Regions from separate parts of the Mus musculus genome. Here region 1 is linked to region 2. Evidence: chromatin contacts called from public Hi-C data. All regions are on one chromosome and are shown on one strand. Each heading gives the region's core, a stretch centred on a gene start, on an enhancer-like site or on the middle of the called end of the contact. The rest is flanking DNA. Distances are from core to core; before and after follow the strand shown.

The links. Hi-C and Micro-C count contacts between places; a contact is called where the count stands out from the background.
Region 1: a Hi-C map of the G1E-ER4 cell line shows a contact between it and region 2, with 3 times the contacts expected there. The contact joins two enhancer-like sites. A contact is called at or near these places in 9 of 484 Hi-C or Micro-C datasets (the G1E-ER4 cell line, brown adipocytes, embryonic fibroblasts and 5 more), 2 of 115 datasets of contacts at active chromatin or transcription factors (astrocytes and trophoblast stem cells) and 1 of 9 other capture datasets (embryonic stem cells).

What each region holds. Positions count from the first base shown.
Region 1 is chr16:44,482,271-44,487,085 of GRCm38.p6, reverse strand. Boc (biregional cell adhesion molecule-related/down-regulated by oncogenes (Cdon) binding protein) reads left to right here. Exons shown (of 19, transcript NM_172506.2): 18 at 184-374; 19 at 1,287-2,041. The coding sequence ends at 1,474. Cfap44 (cilia and flagella associated protein 44) reads right to left here. Exons shown (of 35, transcript NM_001033247.1): 35 at 4,658-4,815. Among named protein-coding and RNA genes, the nearest start is that of Gm30064, 46 kb to the left of the region's middle. Within about 2 kb of position 2,300, at least 19 of the 459 cell types and tissues checked have an H3K27ac peak or open chromatin away from gene starts, as enhancers often do. A contact at or near this core is called in the G1E-ER4 cell line and embryonic fibroblasts, where this site is marked.
Region 2 is chr16:45,107,338-45,112,139 of GRCm38.p6, reverse strand. All of the region lies in intron 3 of Ccdc80 (coiled-coil domain containing 80), which reads right to left. Among named protein-coding and RNA genes, the nearest start is that of Ccdc80, 16 kb to the right of the region's middle. Within about 2 kb of position 1,474, at least 99 of the 459 cell types and tissues checked have an H3K27ac peak or open chromatin away from gene starts, as enhancers often do. A contact at or near this core is called in the G1E-ER4 cell line and embryonic fibroblasts, where this site is marked.

The DNA of each region.
Region 1 (4,815 bases), core at 1,051-3,550, 630 kb after region 2:
TGCCTACAGGCCCCAGAACACCCAGTTTGCCACCTCCCACAATAAAGCTCAACTATCACCGGCTGAATTTGGTGGGGCAGCTCCTGATGTTCACAGGGGACCGGTGTGATGTATGTCAGATAGTGAAAGTGCACGCCCATTCTGCTTGCACTAACCCACCCCATCTGGTCTTGTACAACGCAGAGGTCCCCAGTGTGCCTCAGGAGTAGGAGCTTTCTTATACACGCTGCCTGATGACTCAACTCACCAGCTGCTCCAACCTCAAGACTGCTGTCACCTCCAGAAGCAACCCGTCACCACATGCCAAACAGCAGTGAGGCGAACGTCTGAAAGTCCTGGACTAGAATCTTCATGGGACCCTCCATATCATTCAGGTCAGCCAGGGGCGGCAGGGAGATCTTGTCTGATGGGGTCACCCATAACCCAGCGATGGCTTTGAGGAGAAAGGACAAGGGACTTCTTCAAGGGAGTGTTTGGGAGTTGGGGATGGATGGCCACTCATTTGCTACTAAAGGCTAGAGGGCCAGGAGGCCTTCCCAGTATGGTCTGACTCCAACACTCTAACTGTGGTCCTCAAAGGCTGAAGAGAAAGCGCATCCTCTATTCCAACGGAAGAAGCCTATTTGCTCTCTGTTTTTGAGATTCAGGGCTATTCGCAGAGTCTCTCTGCCCCTCATCACATGGGGGCCTCTCTGATCCTCTGTTCTGTCAGGTCTTAATTAGGGATTGGTTCTTATCAGTCACCAGGAAGCCATGCATGTGCACACGTCACCATAGTAACTGTCTACGCCCACAAAACTTGTTCATGGCCGGGGGGGGGGGGGGGTGCTACCCCTGCCCATAGCTCCCTCTCTACCTACGTCTAGCAAATCCACCAGGACTTAGTTGGGGCACTTGGTACTTCAGAGGATGAGTTGGCGTTTCTTAGCTTCCCCGGGGGTGCATGCTCCTGCCATGAGGACCCTAGACCCTGTCTCTAGGACATGAAATTCTAAAAGACCATCAGCTCCAAAGCCAGGCCAGTCGTCATGAAAACAAGGTTTGGTTGGATCGTGAGGTAGAACACAGCCTGGCTAGAGAGAGCCGGGCATCCCTTTGTGTTTTGTGTGTACGTAGCTGATGGCTACAAGTCGAGTGCTTTGAAGTCTAATGCCTTTGGTCCCAACATAGATGAATTGTAAGGGTCCTCCCCTTCCAGGGCCAGTGTGACCAGCTATAGGTAGAGAGTAGCGCAGGACTGCATAGTGAGTCTAGATTTTAATGTCGCCTACGTTTTCCCCTCACAGGGCCCCAGTGCTGTTTAGGTCTTGTACCAGTTGAAGAAGTAGACAGTTCTGACTCCTGCCAAGTGGGTGGAGGAGACTGGAGTTCCCAGCATCCATCAGGGACCTACACAGGACAGGAACGTGGGATGCGGTTCTCGCCTAGCCCATCAGTTCATGTGTCCTTTGAAACACCACCTCCCACAATTTAGGCCGAAGCTAATATCCCAGAAAGACTATATATTGTTTGTTTGTTTGTTTGTTGACAGAGAAAAATTGGTATTTATTTTTCTATTATAGCCATATTTATATATTTATGCACTTGTAAATAAATGTATATGTGTTTCTATAATTCTGGAGAGATATGGAATCCTCCCCTTTCTGGCACAAGACAGAAAGCAAGCAGCTGAGTAACTGGAGACCAGTGGAAATGAGTATCATAGATGGTCAGGCTGCAGATGGATCCCAGAACCTGCAGCTACCACGGACACCAGGAGGCCCTCGGGCCACTTGGTGGAAGGACCCTAAGCACACTGTTCATGAAGAACACAGGGATAAAGCAAAGGCCATCATGCCGCAGACTGGAGCCACCTGGAAGCCACTCCAATTTGGTGGCACAGGACAGGTTTCCAAGATGTCACGAGAAAAGCCCCAGATGTGTACAGCACTCTAAGCATTAACAGTCTCCCAGAATCAATAATCGGTGGCAACATATCTCTGTAAAAACAAACACTGTAACTTCTAAATAAATGTTTAGTCTTCCTTGTAACCTTCATCTTAGTCACGAGTGAGTCAGCGTTTTCTTTAGACGTCCGGCGTCCCGTCTTTGAGTGGCTGCAGTAAAGCCCTGCTCGAGATGATTTCCAACCCATCAGAGATAAAATCTGGGAACAGTCGCAAATATTTTTCATATTTTTTTGTCTCTTTAAACAATGAATGCTGAATTTGGATTCATGTAACATGACACTACAAACTGCTTACTCCAAGAAGGAATACACAGACAGGAAGCAAATTCACTGTTCTCTTGCCGGACTGGAGGTGAGCATCTGCCATATTGAAGGAATGAAGTGAATTCTTCTTGTGTAGGGATGTGTGTGTGTGTGTGTGTGTGTGTTTTAAAAGACCAACTATTGCTTCCAAAACACCATTTAGCTTAGTACTATGCCACCCGTTAACACGTGGTCCCTAGTAGGTTCCTTTCATTCTAAAGTTACCATTGCTGGAGGAGTTGACTCATTTCAAGCCAACATTTATTTAATGTTGTTCCACAAAAAGATCATTCATAGGGGTAAGTGTGTGAGCGTGCATTCGTGCGTGTGTGCGTGCGAACTTAAAACTTTTATGTGTGGCACAAGACTTAATAAGAAACTGAACATTTTAATGCAAGTCTTCACACATTTTGAGTATTCATTGTGCGGGGAGGGATTGTATATTTCAGGAAAATGAGGAGTTGGAATTCAGCCTGACACATTTAATCTTATTAAGAGTTGTATCAGACTGCTTTTCCAAGAATTTGCTAAGCAGGATCTAAGGTAGACTGGGATAAGGCCGCCATCTGCTGGTGGAAAGGAGTACTGCACCTAGCCATCGGTAGCCTTGCATCCGTTTTTCTACAAAGACGGCTAATCTGAATAAGAACTGTCCTCAAAATGCAGCATGATTTTCAGGAAGGTAGTGGCTTTTAACGTGTTTATAGAAATAAGTGTAAGGAACATGGAAATTATAAGAGCGTGAGGTCTAATCCTGCAAGGGAAGAAGTAAGATATGTGATTTCAAACACATACTGAAGCCTTTAGCGGTCACTTCCAGGAGAGGAATGGGCAGAGCTAATGCTTGCAGTCTTTGCTAATGCAGCTCAAATCTGAGCTGTAGTTAACTTGACAGGCTGTTGGAAGCTTGTTTTATTTTTGTAAAACCTAATTTTGCCTTCTACCTCTCCGTGACCTAAAGTAAATGTCAAAATGGGTTTTGGTGTGCGCCACTAAAAGCAACGTATAGACACCCTGCTTACTGTACTCTTTCAGGATGGTCAGACGCTGAAGGGAGTTGTCCAGGCTCCCTAGGATCCTGTTTCCCAAGTCTGCTACCAGATCCTGAGACCCACAGACCTCTAACCTCTAGCTCAATAACTTGTTTTTAAAGCTAAGTTTTGAGGCAACTTTTTTACGCATGAATGAATGAGCAATGAAGGCTATGATTAGCACCTGTTTGCCTTCATCAATGAAAGGCATAGCTGAGTGGAGAGACGGAGTTACTTCAATCTACTTCATACCGTATGAGGCAACGACTGATTGCTTTTTTGTTTGTTTGTTTGTTTGTTTGTTGCAACAGGGTTTCTCTGTATAGCTCTGGCTGTCCTGGAACTCACTTTGTAGACCAGGCTGGCCTCGAATGCCTCTGCCTCCCAAGTGCTGGGATTAAAGGCGTGCGCCACCACGCCCAGCGACTGATTGCTTTTTAGGTGGCCTTGCCCTTAATCTGCCTCCCTTTACATGAGCAATACAAAAATCCAGAGGCAGACTCTTCATGCTGTGTTGGTATGCACAAACACTACTACCATGTCCAACATGAACCATGGGTTAGGCTTAGGATATTCTTTCAAGGAAAACCGTACTACCTACCAACTCACCAAAGTAGACAGGGAACATGCAGATACATGAATGTGTTAGAATTATATCAGAAAAAACCCAAACAGGCCCAAGAACATACCTAATACACTTCGACCTTCATCTGGACACCATAAAAAGAAGAGTATCTAACACTGTGAGAGAACAGCCTTTAGCCAGTCATCTGACCCCCAGAAAATGTGCCAGGGATTGCTGACACACAAAGCATTCTAGAGGCTTCTACTATGATGCTGCCATTGGTCCATCTGGACCCAGCCCTGAGCCTTGCATCAAAAAAAGTCCAGCATTTCTGCTGCTAGTGTCAAACCTGAGCATTGCTTCCAGATAGCTAACTGGGCTCGATCATGTGGCTTGGATCATCTGGGCTTGGCTTCCAACTGGCCTCAATAGCGCCTAACCGTTTTAAAGGACTGCATTCATATCAGCGCCCTTGCTGCCTCTGGTTGAGGCCTCTCTAGGCTCTGTGGCCTCTAGCATCTTTGTATCCATTTGCAGATACGTGTGCTCACAAAGATGACATTTTACTGTGTGAAATGTAACCTGTGATCTGAGCTCTACTATTAGTGATCAAGAGTGTAGTCAAAGGCTACAAATACCAATAGCCAGCTGTGGGGGGAAATGAGGCTACTCCATAAATCACAGCCAATAAACCTGATGTGCCTTGTTCAATACACTCTGACACTCTGTGTGGAAGGGCGCAGACCTGTCTGTACATCGCTGGCGATTGTGTTCTCAGATGTGCAGTACAGAAACTCAGTAAGGACTCTTCAGCACAGCCCTCTGCCATAGCAGGGGCTTCTGGTAACAATTCACCTGGGAAATCAAAGTGTCACCGCTGGAGGGACACGACACCGAGTGTCAGGGAGATCAAGCTGTGAGGGGTGCAGCCATGAATTTCAATAAACCCTTCCCTGAGCTGGAGACTG
Region 2 (4,802 bases), core at 225-2,724:
TTCTTGCTCTCCTTTCCCCATAGGACTGGAGGAAGGGTGCTAACTCTCCATTTACCTCCTTACATTCAAAACTAGAGATTCGAGCTCTCTTCCTCAGAGAACACACTCTGTAACAGATTCTGAGGAAGAAAAAGAGGACTGACTTGCTCAAGGTCACACTGCTACTAGAAGCAAAATGGCAGCAGGACTCAGACAGCCTGACTTCCTCCCCTGGAGCCCTCACTGTACTATACACAAACACCTCCCAATCACTGGCCAAATGGACCATGGTTTAAGGCCTAAGACAAACTTGCTCTAACCAGCAAGAAGCTGATTTCACAGTCTGGTTTCAACTCTCAAGCAAAATGTTTTCAGAAGTAATTCAGCTAAACATTAGAAAGAAAACGTTTTACACTCTCAGGCTACTGAAATGTCTACATGTTTGGCCTGAGGAGAAAAATCTGCCCAAGGGAAACAATGAAGTCTCTGATCAAGGCTGGATCCAAGAAGGACAGAGGCAAGTACAGCAGGGAAGACTCCACTCCTGGCCAAGTTCTGAAGAAGGTGCATGTGAGGCCAGCTCCTGCCTGCGGCTGTCTACGCTAACCCCAGGTCTCGGCTACCCTCTGCATTCTGTGCAAATCAGAGCTGGGCTAATAGTCTTCAGTCTGGGAGGCAAGGCAGAATGTATGGATTCTTAATTTATCCACTCTGTCTGAGCACACTAGTCAGTCCTCATGGAGTTCTCTAAGACTTACAAGTAGACATTCTTTAAAGAGGTCCTATAAACTGTTAACTTTCTCCTAATTTAGCTAACATGACTCAAAGATCGATGTTCATTTTGTGAGAACAAGAATGGAATTATCAAGGAAAAGACTAGCCAGATGAGAGCTCTTTTTCACCCTCTTACAAATAGTCTGTGGGATGCTTGTCTGGTTTCTCATTATTTAGGAATCCCAGTCCCAAAATCCAGTGGCACATTTCTGGTTGCATTATAGTAAGTTTCTTCATGTATTTGATTGACTATAGACAGCACAGTCGCACTTAAAAATTAGCTTCAATTAGAAGCTATTAAACAATTGTATGCCAGCATTATAGTCAAAACCCCACTTGTGACTAGTTCCTCTCTTGGCATCCACAATTTCTTTTCCTTCCCCTAAATTCAAGCTGTGAACTGAAGTTCTCTAAGGGTGCCATATCTGTGCTGGAGAGTGTGCAGACAGACTGACAGACGACTGACTGAGTGACTGACTAGAATGTTGTAACTGTGGAGAGAGGGGATGTTGAAGATTAAGAGACAAAATTATCTCGGGCTATCTTTAGCTTTCTTAAGATCCACTCACTCCCAAACCATGTCTTTGACCTCACCATCTTTCTGACTATTAGTAAAACCTTTGGAATGTGCTACTCAGCAGATCTCCACCAGCCCTAAAGCTATGAATGTTAAAAGATAACATCTGGGCTGAGGCGATGACTCATTTGGCACAGCACTTGCCACGCCAGCATAAGGAGCTGAGTTTGGATCGCCAGTCCCAACATAGAAAGCTGAGCAGGGGAATGTACTAGCTACTCAATCTAGCCAATCAGCAAGCTTCAGGCCTAGTGAGAGACTCTGTATTTAAAATGAGGTGGGGAAGCCAGGCATGGAGATGCACACTTTAATCCAAGCATTCTGGAGGCAAAAGCAGACAGATTTCTGTGAGTTTGAGGTTGGACTGGTCTACATACAGAGTTCCAGGCAACCTGGTTACACAGTGAGACCCTGTCTTAGGAAGGAAGGAAGGAAGGAAGGGAGGGAGGGAGGGAGGGAGGGAGGGAGGGAGGGAGGGAGGGAGGGAGGAAGGAAGGAAGGAAAGAAAGAAGATGAGAAAATGGTGGAGTGTGATTAAAGAAGAAATCTGACATCAACGTGTGATCATTACACAGAATGGCACATAATAGAACATACAGACACAGCATGGACACACATACACACATAGATACACACGTAGACACACATACAAACACACAGAGAAACACTCAGACACACAAACACGCACATAAATATATATACACACACACATACACATAAAGACTCATACAAACACACACACACAGAGAGAGAGAGAGAGAGAGAGAGAGAGAGAAACATGACATCTGAGAGAGAGAGAGAGAGAGAGAGAGAGAGAAACATGACATCTGAAAACTATAGAAGAGATTGCCCTGATGTGTTGTACCTCACCAACCTGATCTCCCACCAATGTATTTGATTTATGAGTTTTCTTTTTGTTCTACCACTATGAAAGCTCATACAACCTCTTCCACTTTAGAGCATGCCATTCAAGGTGACCCTAATCTTTGTTCACAGGCCATCATGATCAAATCCATTATTTCCTTGGAGCAAGCACTTCGTGGTGCATCTATAAAGCCCTTCACCAATGCTGGGATCATTTCACTGTCTCCTGTTGCTGCAGCACTTCATCACTGGCTTTTTCTAAAGAGTGGAATTTATTGCCAACTTTCATCACCGTCACAAGAAATCTTCCTATTACAATCTTTGGATCCAGACCAATCAAATTAGATTCACTCATGGTAAGACCAAGTGAGCTGCATCCAAACAGGTTTCCTAGCTAATTGTAATGCACTCAAAGGACAGAAAGTCCCTCTCTTACAGAAGAAAACCTGAACTCTTATCATAGCATATAAGGCCATTAATGTTATCGACCCAGTGTATCTTAACTAATCTATCTATTAAGACAGAATACATATACTATGCTCGAGATCTCTATTTTCAATTGCTGAAACTATGGCCTCTTTCAATACATTTGGTGGTGCACATCTGGAATCCCAGGAGGCTGAGGCAGGAGGATGGCAAGTTCAAGGCCAACCTGGACTAGAGAGTGAGTTCCAGGCCATTCTGGGCAACTTAGTCTCTCTCTCTCTCTCTCTCTCTCTCTCTCTCTCTCTCTCTCTCTCTCTCTCTCTCTCTCTCTCTCTCTCTCCCCTCTCTCTCTCCTTATATATGTATGTGTGTGTATATATGTGAGTGTTATATATGAAATATATATTTATATATAACAAATAGAAAATAGATATTTGTATGTCTATAAAGAAGCACAAATACATATTATTGCCTGCAGAGAGCAGGGAGTAATAGATAAAAGAATCAGGCATAGATTCAAGAACCTTCATTGTACAACTTCTTATATAAATAGTATAAAATGTATCAACAACAAAAGTTAAAGATAAAATATCTCAGTTTTCAAAATTAGAGTAACATAAATTTTATTTCCCAAGGCTTCTCCATTAATAAACCCACTATTTATGCCATTTATGGTGTTATCTTTGATTATGGTAGTTGGAAGAGTCTATCTTTTCATGAGTACACATACACACATACACATAAAAGTTTAAATGTAGCTCCTGCACATGAGGGAAAATATTAGCTGTCTTTATGAGTCTGGTTTCTTGTGCCTAGCATGATTTCTAGTGGCATCCATTTCCCCACATCCTCTGGGTCGATAGAGCATGGTTTTTGTATTTGCTCATCTTTTGACAAGGAATCACTTGTGTCTCCTCCACAGTGACTTGTTTTGCACATTTGACCTCTGTACTTTTGTCCCCCTGATTGTCCAGGGTTGATGCTAACAGTGATACATTAGATGGTAAGGACAGGGGCTGGAGTAAGATGAGCGAAGGGATGCTCGACTTTGTAGCCCATTTACATAGTTAATCATCAGAGACTGAGTACACAGGAAACACCGAGACACTGTGGACACCCGCTTACCCAGACTTCCTGCCTCCCTCAATAAGGGTGGAGGGGTCTAGGAAGGGCAGTTGGCAGGTGCTGTCACCACAGATGAAAGCAACACCTGGAGTCAGAGGACCAGGTTTTCTGGTCTGGCTCAAAGGGGAAGCAGTTTGGGGGCATTATTATGGGTATTGATGTGAGCTTTACCATATAACATAATTCTCTTCAGGAAAATCGAAGACAAAAAAAAATAATGTAAACTAGAATGTGTTCTGTCATTCTTATTTGTAAATGTTACTTTAAAATTCATCTCTGTGCATTCCTTGTTTATATAAACAATGTTGTCACTTCTTATACTGTATCCCACATCCATCAACTTTTCTACCTCCTTTTTATTAATGACCCTTAAACACCAATTGCCTCAGAGGAAGCTATCAGAGCTGGGGAGATAACCCAGTGAGTAAGAGCACACACTGGGGTGGGTGGGGGACTTCAAGTATCCTTTGAGTTTTAGTACCTAGTATGTGGGGATCAAGACAAATGTAAAAATATTTATCAAGTTCATGGGTTTTTTTTAGGGGAATCCAATTCCCACCTGCTGTATTCTAGCTCCTTCTCATTTGATCCTTTGGTAAGGAACCAGTATACAGAAACTTCTTCCTAACTGACCAATTCTTTGATCTTTCAACTCAACATAAACACCAATATTCTTATTCTAGATTGGCATTTTAAATAGAAACAACAGAGAAAGCCTTTATATGTGAATCCATTTTAGTATCTCACATATAATATCCTTCTATGTTGGCAAACCCATATGGGCACTGGAATTTGCCCAAATCTTGTGACTTTTTTTAGATGAATGTCTGAAATCTTAAGTTTAATTTCCTAGTGTTTGTAGGCCCATAGATCATGTTCTAACTATTGTCAGCAAGATGGACCAGCTGATGGGTGCATCCACATTGTGTCTGGTTGTCAGTGTTCGCTTTCAAGGGCCAGTAAAACTCTGGAGAAATACAGAGTATTTACTTCATATTTAAAGAGAAGTAAAACTACTGGACAGATCTCAGGCTGAAAATCAGACAAAGCTGGGATT